Linked DNA regions of Mus musculus: region 1 is linked to region 2. Evidence: chromatin contacts called from public HiChIP or PLAC-seq data. All regions are on one chromosome and are shown on one strand. Each heading gives the region's core, a stretch centred on a gene start, on an enhancer-like site or on the middle of the called end of the contact. The rest is flanking DNA. Distances are from core to core; before and after follow the strand shown.

What was found. HiChIP or PLAC-seq counts read pairs in DNA pulled down with a chosen protein or histone mark.
Region 1: a contact with region 2 is called in an H3K27ac HiChIP or PLAC-seq map of microglia, with 10 times the contacts expected there. The contact joins the enhancer-like site here to the promoter of Map2k6 in region 2. A contact is called at or near these places in 10 of 39 promoter capture datasets (the 3T3-L1 cell line, the C10 cell line, cranial neural crest and 6 more), 1 of 115 datasets of contacts at active chromatin or transcription factors (microglia) and 3 of 9 other capture datasets (embryonic stem cells, liver and macrophages).

What each region holds. Positions count from the first base shown.
Region 1 is chr11:111,439,856-111,446,320 of GRCm38.p6, forward strand. No RefSeq gene overlaps it. Among named protein-coding and RNA genes, the nearest start is that of Gm30158, 69 kb to the right of the region's middle. Within about 2 kb of position 2,631, at least 7 of the 459 cell types and tissues checked have an H3K27ac peak or open chromatin away from gene starts, as enhancers often do. A contact at or near this core is called in macrophages and microglia, where this site is marked.
Region 2 is chr11:110,395,840-110,401,363 of GRCm38.p6, forward strand. Map2k6 (mitogen-activated protein kinase kinase 6) reads left to right here and starts at 3,263. Exons shown (of 12, transcript NM_011943.3): 1 at 3,263-3,586. The coding sequence starts at 3,571.

The DNA.
Region 1 (6,465 bases), core at 1,381-3,880, 1.0 Mb after region 2:
CTACCGCACAGTCATGTCAACAAGCATTAAACTCAGCCCCAGAAAACTTTGTATTGACTCTCTGAGCTGATATGTGCAATGCATACTCATGAATGTTTCATATTCAGTGGAAGAAAACACCGCATTTGTGAGCTAAACTTCACACTTTGCCAATAGTTTATTTGCACTTATTTTTATCTGCCTCTTGGGGGGTTGATGAGAAGCCAATACACTAAAACTCAATAAATGTGCCCGTACGATTCTTCCTGGCTTGGGAAACAACTTCTCAGTTCTAGGCACATCTCAAATAAATATTTGCAAAGCAATCTGGTGCTTAAAATACCTCAGCAAATTGATGTTCAAAGTCAGAGAAAAATGCTCAGAACAGAATTCTCAGTATGCCTGTGTGTGTCAGCCTCAGTCACAAGGTCCATTCACTATTGTAGACTCAATGAATCAGTCTAACTTCTCAGTATGTCTCACCTAACCTAAAACCTTGGGGGAAAGTTTAAGTCAAGTTGAATATCATGAAAGTATATTTGAATTTTGTGGCATTTTTTGTTAAACAAAAGAAAATTGGGGAGGGGGTGAGCTTATATATTGGTGCTGACAGGCCACATCACAGTTGATTTGGAATAGTCTGTGGCAAACATTTCTATTGGCTTGGCAATTTGCCTCATCAAGAAAGTGTCAGAGAAAATTTTCTCAAGACAGATAATGCTAAGTCAAAAAGCCACCCTAGTCTAGATTTTCCTCTCTTGAGGACTTGGCTGCCAATGCCATTGACCCACATTATACCCAGAAGCCTCCTCCCCTGCTGACCTTACCAGAGCCCTCATTTCCTGGGAAGTGAGGGTCAGTCTAACAGCCTGACTTCACAACAATTAAGTGAAGTTAGGAGAACATGGAGACCACTCCAAACAGAAGCCAGAGCGTCAGCACTTTGGACAAGTCGGAATATTTATTTCCTCTCCACAGCGGTGGCCATCACAGGTGCATTTGCCTTCTGCCCTAGAATGCCCCCTTGGTCACCATCTGAGTTACTGTTAGCCCATTCCAAGTTCAACTTGTCAGTGAACTGAAAAGGTGTATAGTTAGGTCAAAGACATCCCCATGCTTGGGTGTATCTATCTGTCTGCCTTTCTTCCTTTTTCTTCCTTCCTTCCTTCCTTCCTTCCTTCCTTCCTTCCTTCCTTCCTTCCTTCCTTCCTTCCCTCCTGTCTTTGCAGGAATTATTTCTTTAGTTCCACTCCCTCAATCCAATGTGTAAAATAACTTTAAAAAATCTATTTAAAATGTCAGATGTAGAGAGTGTCTTTTATGAACTGTACAGGAAAATGTACAAGTCTAGTGTATTGAATAAAAAAGAATAGTGCAAGATAACTTGCAAATTTAATATACATTCCTGAAGCTCTACTATAGAGCTTGATAATTTTTGAGTTCAGAAACACTTCTTATAGTTTCTGTTTGCTTGCTTGTTTGTTAATTTTAAAGAGGAGATGCCATGAAATTCCAGTATAACATACCTATTGTGTTTGAAATGAGTTGTTAATTCAATTCTTTTGCTTAAAGACTTCAGACTGCTTTACATGCAACAAAACTTAAACATGATGGAGAATAACACACTATTCTTTTTTATCCTCAAACAGAAAGCTGTACTTTGGATTGTGTGACAATTCAGTGAGAAAGGGAATTATCTTGACCCAGCTCATGAAAGAATATATTTATCACTTAGAAGATTTATGCATGTTATATTCTTGCTATGTCCCTTGGCACACGCATCATCGCCTAGATAAAAGACTGGTCCTCCCTCTCTCTTTTCCTCCTCCCTCTCCCAGAGGCTACCTCTGACACCCTCCTAATAAACCTTCCATGTGAGATCTGTTGCATGGTGTGATTTGTTTGGGACCATGCCGCTTATTTCTAACAGCAATAATAAGACTCATTCTCATTTCTTAATGAACCTATTCCATAAACCAGTAAATTAAGTGGATATGGATTCCAGTCCCTGCCAATCAAAATAGCAGGTGGTAAATCAGTATCACCTGTGAAATGTTCTGCTTGCCATTTAATCCACAGTGGAGAAAAGGGACTGTGAACTATGATTTCTTGAAATGGACATTTTTGTTTGTCTCTTTGAGTATAAATAATGCAGAAGGTTTTTTGGTTGGTTGTTTGGATTTGTTTTGTCTTTCACAAAATATGATCTGTCAAGGAAATAGAGTGATTAGTTTTTATGAGAATTTCACAAATACATATGAGAGAGATTCAAACAGGACAAAAAGGTGACACCAAATTTCATGAAGTGAAATTTGGTCTCCTAGCTCAGAGTCTAGTGACCAACAAATTTCAAATGAGATTTATCCACATATAGGGATGCCATTTCAATGACTTCAGAAAATAACATGAAGTTGGGATTGCAGTTCAAATGTAAAGAATCATGGAGTAACAGAGAGAGAGAGAGGGGGGGGGAGAGAGAGAGAGAGGGAGAGAGAGAGAGAGACTGTTCTTTACATTCCCTGGGGTTTGGTGCCTCCAGATTTGGCAACATGAGCAAGAAGAGAACTGAGGAGCAGCAGACCATTCTTGTCTGTGACTGTGGGATTTATTTCTGTTTGCTTCCTCTGTAAAACCAGTCTCCTGACCACATCTTGAAAAGTTCTCTTTTGTAAGATGACATCTTTGATCTGCCAAAGTGTCAGGCAAAGGCATGGAGGGGACTGGGCTTCCTCTTCTTCAGATTGCTGCCCTTGAAAGGTTTTTGGGAGATCACTGCAAAGGAGGACATTTCCATAAAAGCAGGCACAGGATATTGCTGGTTAAAATATTAGAGGTCTTCTTGTGCACTTAGGTGATTAATAAATTCATCTTCTTCACCAGAGGGACCTGAATGCCTGAGTGAGCACAAATCCTTGCATGATTTATGAAGATGTATGCAACAGGTACTTGTTGGAGAATGGAAGTCTCTGTCCCTGCACAGGACATTCACTGCTACCTGGTCCAATGCAGGAGCAGAGCTCTGTGTCCATTGCTTCACATCTGTGCTTCTGGTCCTGTCATTTTCTCCATTTGAACTTCCTGCCCCTTCTTAGTAACCAAATCATTTTCTCTGCATCCAAATAAAGTCTACAGTTTGGCAGAATGTGTTCTGGGCAAAGAAATCAGATCGGAGACAATGAGAGAGGTGAGAGAGAGAGAGAGACAGAGAGAGAGAGAGAAAGAGAGAGAGAAAGAGAGAGAGAATGGAAACAGGCTAGAGAGAGCTAGGTAAGTTTAGGACCTCAAAAGGCATTTGGCCATGAGAGTGAGAGTTTTTATTAGTCATTTTAATAGCACCCACCTCCTCCTATACTTATGTCTAGCTTCCTTAAATATAACTCTTATGGGGAGCGGCTTTATGTTAATTGGCTTCCTCCATATGTTAATCTTGACCACCCTCCTCTCTTACCTCTCCTCTGTCACATTATCACAAATAGGGCACACGTCCTGGTCATTGTGCCCCTTAAGTAGTGTCGTGTGTGTGTGTGTGTGTGTGTGTGTGTGTGTGTGTGTATTTGTAGTTTATCCCTTTTCACTGTGCTTTCTGTGTTATTTACTTTCGGTATTTTAAGCAAAAGGAATTATATTTCAAGGATCATTACCACCTGGTAAATATCCTCTATCTGAAGTTAGCAGCACATGCTAACTCAAACATTAAAGGGCAATGATACAAACACTAAGTTTAACTTTCCTACTCAACATTGTGTAACACTGAAGAGAAATTAGCTCATTCATAGACCAAATATCAGATCTCACAATTCTAGGGAACATGGGCTTCCACCACTAGCACCTCCTCTTTCTTAAAGACAAAGAATAGTTTCCTCCTAGTTGGATACAGGGCTGTAATTAGTCCTAGCTAACTGAAAGTAAGCAAAATTGCTCTGTCCAGTTCTTGAAACATATCCAACAGAAGGAAACAGTTTTGTCATCCAATGTACAATCTAAGCATGGAGCATAAGCAAACATTCTGGGATTTAAAAGAGCCTAAATCTTGTGGATGGTTACCATCCACCTACAGACAAGGATGTAAAGGATGCATGTTAAAGAAGAAGAAACAATGAAAATTAACTTTTATTTTCCTTTTTGAAAAAATGACTGGTGTGAGGCACTGTGTCAGGGTAGTACTTGGCGTGTAAGAATGGGGAGCTGAGTTTGAATATCCAGCTCCATGTGAAAAGCCAGGAGAAACAACAAGTGTTGTATGTAACCTCACTGATGGGCAGGCAGAGCCAGGACAACCTCAGGGGCTCACTGGACAGCCAAGCTGGTCAAGTTCAGCAAGAGGTCTTGCCTCATAACATAATGTGAAGAGTGACAGAGACATCTGACCTTGACCTCTAGCTTTTACATGAATGCGTGCCACCATGTACATGTGTGCCCCTCCCCACACACAAATAAATAACAATAACACACAAATAAATAAACAATCCCCAGGGGTTTAAATTTGTATGGCTTATCTTTGAATGTTATTCTGAAGTCTCCATCTGAAACTGGACTGTCCAAATGACTCATTTGCCTTTGATCTTTCTGGATTACAGTAATGTCTCTTGCAAAATCTCTGTAGGTCCAGGTGCTATATATGATAAGGTGAAACTTCACAGTCCTCTGGGCTCTAAAATCTTCTGTCTGAAGACATCTGTGGAGTTGACATTTTCCCCCCTCAGGAGTTAAATGGAAACCAGACAAAAATCAAGTCACTCGAATATAGCCACTGTATACTGTAAAGTGTGTCTGTGTGTCTGTGCGCATGTCTGTCTGTCTGTCTGTGTGTTTGCTCGTATGTCTGTGTCTGTCTATGTGTTCTTGGACAAAGGCAGCTATCTATTTACCTACTCGCTGTTGGTTTTTGTTGTTTATTCACACTGGATGAGAAATTTTAACAACTGAAGAGTTGATGTTTCCCTTAGAAACCAAAGTGATAGTGTATGTGATAGACTTGGAAGGAAGATGTTCAGGAGAACTTTTAAGGCATTTGTAAGCCTTTCAATGAAGGTGCTAGGAACTGAACTCAGGTCCCTTGCAAGATCAGCAAATGTTTTAAAAGCACTGAGCCACTTCTCTAGCCCCCAGAAACCGGAGGATTAAAGATGTTGAGCAATTTTCCTTGGTTATGCAACTCCGAACTAAATGGTGAAACCAAACTCAGACCCAAACACGTTCTCCTTCCTCTCTCAAGTGCTAAAAATACTTACTCCAATTCTGATATCTCCAGAGGATGAAAATGCAGCCTGGACATTACCTAAACAGACGTGTCATTGGAAAGCTTACCCTAACAATGGGATCCTGGCTTCCTGGAACACTTCAGTTGTTAAAATGCCCCTTTGAAGGAAGAAATTTTTCTCTTTAGTTTTATGCCAAAGGTAGAAGAAAAGCCTGCCTTGCCTAGGGCGGTGAAATCACTTCCTTGATAATTTCTACCTCTGAACCCTTCTCCTCCAAAGACTTATATCTTATTCTTCTTTGTCAAGGACAAGGTACAACTTAATGCCTTTCCATGGTTGAATGTGTTAGGTCACTAGAATTAGGTGTGTGGGTGGGGTAGGATGGTACTGAGCATATTGAGAAGTCTCTGTGATGTCTAGTGATGTGGCTATGTAGGGTATGTCTAGCTATGAATCAGGCTGTCCAATGAAAGATAACTAAAGGAAAATATTGAGTATAGTTCCTTCAGAGTCCTCTCTGTGTACCTAAAGCATAGATAATCTGTGAATATAGATGGGGTATCCAGGTGATTTCAGAATGAAAGAAGGTGTTGTTAATAAAGATAAGGTGTGGAAGTCTGGCCCATGCAAAGCAAAAGAATATGCTTGCGTATGTAGGTATGTAACATCTCTCCACTTAGATGTCGCATCTAAAGCAGTATGGCCAGGGGAGACCTTATTGAATATTTTGTACTTTGGGAATTAGTTTGCTGAAATTGATTGCTTAGATTTTATACATAAATCTGCCTTAAACACGTTTAACATGCTGTGTTTAGCATGGAAGCTGATGCAGACAGGCTGTGTGCTCAGCCTTGGGTTTTCCATCCAGTGGGACTATTTACCATCATTGATTGGGTTACTGGCTGAAACAGGCCTTTAAGTCCTTTGAAATGTGATCTCTTTCGCCCTCTGGTGGTTATTACATTAAAAAGTTAAGCAACGCACTGGATGGAGAAATCACAGCATAACAAATACTCAAATACTGGGGTCCCAGTTGGTGTAACCTTTAATTAAAAGCTACAGCCTTTGAATAAGAAATAAAAGCATTTTGTCCGTTTGCAGACTTCTGGGAAGTCAACTGTCTGCAAGTTTTCTCCACCAGGGCCAGGAAGTTGCCCACGCTGCTTTTGTAAACATAATATTCAGAGATCCCAGACATTCTGGCTTGACTGAAGAGGACTGCGCAGTGTTACATTCTCTCTCAGTATTTTGCTTGAAAAGCTTGCTGTGACTTGAAGGGGAATTT
Region 2 (5,524 bases), core at 2,013-4,512:
GTCAGATTTGCGTTTTAGAAGGATCTGAAGTCGGGAAAATAACAAGATAAACCTTCGGTGAACCTGTGAAGAAATCACCGGAATTTTTCTCTTGCTTTCGCACACTACCTCAATCCAGCAGAGCAAGGGAACAATTTCTTGACCGTGCATGGAGGGAAGGGAGGAGAAAGACTTCTTTCCCACCAAGGGAAGAACCTCTTTTCTAAACCTTTTCAGGGAGCTTGAATTCCCTGTCCTTCCAGCAGCCCGCTCAGAACTCAGGATCTCTAAGACAAACGGCCCACTCTGTCATTTCGCAGTCTATGGTTCGGCTGGCTTAGGGTAAAAGGGTGCTTTGTGTACGTGCGTGCGTCTGCAGATGCTCAGCGCCTGTTGCCCCTCACGTTGTCTCCGTGGAGAGTGAGTGGCAGATTGATTTGCAGAATGCGCTCCATTTACGGGCTGTAGCGACTGTGCGCTCATTCAGACAAAGAACATGCCAAATCGCAGCAGCAGCAGGGATGCGCCACACCAGCTGAGATTAGAAGTCTTCTAGGGTGGCTGAGATGGTTCAGCTGGTAAAGGCAATTAGCATCAAGTCTGCTGACCGGAGTTTGATTCCCAGGACCCACAACGGTGGAAGGAGAGAACGATTTCCTGCTAAGTTGTCTCTCCCGTGACCTTCACATATGCTCCATGTTAGGCATGTATACAAATGTGTGTGAGTGTGTGCAGGCACACGTCTGCGCACTGAATAATTGTATGCACACTAAATAACTGTAACAAAAGAATGGAACTCTCTTTACAAATAGGAGCAGGCTCATTAAAGAGCTAGCTACGGCAGTTGCTGACAATACAAATGGACAGGCAGCTCTAGGTGGTTGCTCAGGCTAAGCCAGTCTGCATGAAGCTGTCTCAGGACCTGTAGGAAAACTGGTGTTCCTGTCATTGTTCCAGAAGGAAGATGGGGGTGTGTTGAAATGGATCACTACACATGTATGTGGTGGTTCAGTGAGACTTTAAAGGCCCACGAAGGAGGAGGCTCTAAGCCTGCTTATATGCAGAAGGAAGGTGGGAAGGTATAGCAGGGAGTAGACCTGACAGAGAAGGCAAAAGAAAGTCCTTACAAGTGGACACATGGAACAGAAAGCTCTTCTCTCACAGGCAGATGCTGCCCCCTCTGTATGTGAAGTCGCCTTGATTAATTTTCCTGAACATCAGTAAAGGAAGCCAGGAATTGTGGGAAATGCCTATAACCCCCAGCACTTCAGGGGCACAGAGGCAGGAGAATCACTGTAAATTCTACACTGAGTTGTAAGCCAGCCAGCCAAGGCATGATCTCAAGAATTAAAAACAACAACAACAACAACAACGACGACGACGACGACGACGACAACAACAACAACAAAAGAATGTCAGTAAAGGTCAGAGGGTGTAACTTATGCCTTCCTCCCCCAATTGAATGCATTTTTATTTTAAGAGCTGATTTGCTAACTTGTGGTGGGATTGGGCAGAGGCAGGAGGATTACAGATTCAGACTCTGTCTGTGTTACAGACTGGGTTCAAAGGCCAACCTGAGTAACTCAGCTAGATCCTGCCTCAAAAGGAAAAAATAAAAAAATAAAAACCAAACCAGGGCTGTGGCTTATTGGTAGCTTGCAAGCCTGGAATGCCTAAGGCCCTAGATTCAATCTCCAGCATTGCAGGGACAGGGGTGGGGAGGGGGCAAGGGTGGGGCGGAGGGGGGGGGGAGGAGAGGACACATGGTAGCTTTCTCTCTGATTCCGGCATTACTCAGATGGTCCTGGCTTCCTAGAATTCTTAATACAATTCCAGACATTTTCATTAGCAGCCCTCACACATGAATCTTCTCTCAAAGTGGCTCTTGTGGCTTTCCACAATTGACCTGACCTATCTCTAGCCTCTCCCAGTTCCAACCCACCTAGATCACTAAGGGAAAATTTACATTCTTAAAGCAATGCTTTGATTAAGTTCCCCGGTTTCAAAACCATTTATCTCCACCCTCGAGCTTCTGAGTTAAGGCCAAGCTGTTAAAGCCCTGTAATAATCCCGCACACCCAGTATATTCTGACCACCACCACGCTTGTATACAAGGCAACCTGGTACTCTCAGTGTCCCAGGAATGGACAGGTGGCCCTTACTCCCCCACTGATTTGCCTATAGATCAGATGCCTGAAACCACCGTTCCCTCCCTATTCGCTCTGAAAGAACATTCCTGAAGGTGTTCTACTAGGCGCAATGGAAGCCAAGCCCGAGCTCTCTGCCTCGAAATGAAGTGGGTGGGAAAGGGGTGGAGGTGAGGGTGGGGGTGTTGCGATTTGTACCCCTTTCAGGGAAGGTTTGCATCTCCAACTGCCCAGTGAAGCGGGAGGCTTTCCCCCACCAAGACACAGTCCAGCTCTAGGCTCAAGCACTGCAGGAAAAAGGAAAAATCCAAAGCCTGGGAAGATGCCTAGCAAACTCTGGACTTCCAACAAACATCTCTTGATGGTATTGAAAAACATTCAAGATAGTAGACTTTATTCACGTAAGGTTACTGTTCTCCACCAGCCGCCCTTTCTTCTCAAGGCCAGGGACTTTTTCCTTCATCCCCGCCTGCCTCAGGCAAGAAAAAAAAAAAATCAAATACCTTAATTTTGATTAAAATTGGCCTTTGATATATATGAAACAAATTTTCCTGTCTAACTGTGTAAGAAATGAGAAACTTCGTAAATCTCTCTTCCTTAATCCCTATCCAGCATTGAAATTCTGCTTTCTTGAAAAGAACTGACCTGGATCGCTTCTTATTAAAAAAAAAAAAAAAAAAAAAAAAACTTTGTATCTTGTCTGAAGAGTCAAATCACCCCAAAAATCTCCATTCAAGAAAAATGTTTGTTGTGAAATGAGATGTCAGGGTGAACGGTCTACAGACAGAGCAGTTCACAGATACTGAGCCGGTTTAAAAAAAAAAAAGCCACATTGAACCCCCAATTAGACCTTAGTCTAGGGGTGCCAAAAGCGTCTTCGCTACCCCTGTGCTCTCTAAGCTGTTGATTCAGGGGTTTTTCTAGAACAGAAAAAGCCTCCTATCATGGACCGCGCTGTTTGTCACCCTTCCCTTACTAAAGAGTGTACGTGCGATGTTTATCTGAGATCTCTGTCGCGCTTAGTCAGTCATCTAGCTCAGCCACCTACAGGAGCACGTTTCCTTAAATCAGAGACGCGTGGACTCTACAGGAGAACTACACTACCCAGCAGGCCTCGCGCCTTTCGCAGGAAGGACGTCTGCGCACTAAGATACTCAGTTCCAAGTTTGGAGCTTTTAGCTGCCAGCCCTGGCCCATCATGTAGCTGCAGCACAGCCTTCCCTAACGTTGCAACTGGGGGAAAAATCACTTTCTAGACTGTTTTGCAAGGTGTGCAATTCCACCTTGACTCCCTGAAAGTCCATCTGCTGCATCGGTCAAGAGAAACTCCACTTGCATGAAGATTGCACGCCTGCAGCTTGCATCTTTGTTGCAAAACTAGCTACAGAAGAGAAGCAAGGCAAAGTCTTTTGTGCTCCCCTCCCCCATCAAAGGAAAGGGGAAAATGTCTCAGTCGAAAGGTAAGAGACTGTTTGCATTAGTTGCAAAAAATGCAAAGGCTTATGCATGCATTCGTGAATGCATGGATGCAATTTTCGCCCGGCGATTGCATTTTTAAGTTTGAGGTTTGCCACAGCTCAGTTGCATTTCCTGTTTAGTGTGTGTCTTTTTCTTTCTTTCTTCCTTTCTTTTCCTTTTCTTTCCTTTTCTTTTCCTTTTCTTCTCCTTTTCTTTTCTTTCTTTTCTTTTCTTTTTTCTTTTTTTGCAGACACAGAGAGTTCCTGTAAGGCAGGGCTTGCAGTTGAGCTGTGCATTGACATTATTTGCATTCTTCTGCTAGGATTACCGAGCCTTTCTGCCTTTTGCACGGTCAGGAGAGATATAGCAGGTTGGTAGCGTCCAAATGTGCAATGCTTTATATAATAGTACATTTCTTTAGTATGCACGCATATTCACAGTAATTTTGTGTGCAACAGGAATCCAAACTTTCAAAAAGTCTCAGAGGTGAAGATGAAAGGCAAACCTCGCTTTAAACTAGCAGGAAATTTCTGTGATCTTCTATTCTTTGGGGGGAAGGAACCACTGCGGTGGCAGCATTCAGCTTACATTTTTATTGATTTCGCTGTGGACATTAGGCAACTTTTGATTTTTTAAGGGAAGTAAAGGTGAAGTCTGGAGAGCAGTGTATTATTATTATTATTTAAAAAAAAAAGTCTTGCTCTTCCGAGGTTTTATACTTTGTATCAGTTGCTTGCAGAGGGGAAGACCTCAATGTGTTGGCCATTTGGAAGATGCTTTTGTGTGTGGGGGAGGATTTCAGGGGGTGAGCGTGTTTGTGAGCATTAGAGCAAACCTGAGACTTTACTGTCTCATTGGCAACTACAGTGAAATCTTCTAAGTGTGTAACTGCATAGACTTGGTCAGAAGTTCAGGACTATGGTTGCCTTCTTTTTCTTTTTCAAATTTAATTAAAAAAATGTTTTGTAAGGTTGTATTTTGCAAACTTACTGATGTTCTGTAGAGGGAACTAAAAAAAAAAAAAAAAAAAAAAAAAAGTCCTGCATGGAGAAACTGCAGAGCTGCTTAGGTGCCTGCTGGAAGACCTTTAATGGCTTGTTTCGAGAGCAATCTTCCTTAACATAGAGAAATCTGATGGCATCTGAGAAAAGCCCCAAAATGAAGAGGTGTGCTAGGTTAACTGGGGCCACCTCTAGAGCAAGATCTGGGGACATTAAAGTATCCAATAAGCTTTGGCCACACTGTGTTTGGAGGTGTGATACCATTTAATTCTACCGGATGAACACGATGTATCTGATCCGGGGAAGAAAAGGATTGCTCTTCAGAATTTCAAGTAAGATTGTTTATGGTTGTTCTTTATTTGTTTTGTGTTTAATGTTAGGGGAGGAGGAAATATTTTACCTGTTTCAGAAATGTGCAGATGAACCTAGAAGTTGGCTTTTTTTTTTTTTTTTTTTAAGGTGTGGATATTCCTTAGCTTGGGAAAACCCAAACTCTTGAGCAGAGAATTCAGAGAGTACAAAAGTCAGTCCATGCTATAGCAACACTAAAGAGATAACTTCTAGTTCCTTTGTATTTGGTAAACATGCACTCATGCATTCAATTCAGCTTAATATATGTATGTATGCAATACATGCTTATGTCTGGATACATGTATGCATAATTATTTGTGCATGCACATGCATATTTGCATGTATGTGTTATGTGCATAGAGTTTGGGGGTACATGAGAATATTTAAAATGAAGTCTTTTTCTCCAAGAATTAGCGTCTGGTTTGAGAAAGTAAGAATGTGAGGACATTTCTGTGACACAGATTGGGCCAGTGAGATGGCCCCATGGGTAAAGGTGCCTGCTGCCAAGCCGACTATCTTAATTCCATCCTCCAAAGCCAAATGGCGGAAAGAAACTCCTACAAGTTGTCCTTTGACCTCCACAGTTCA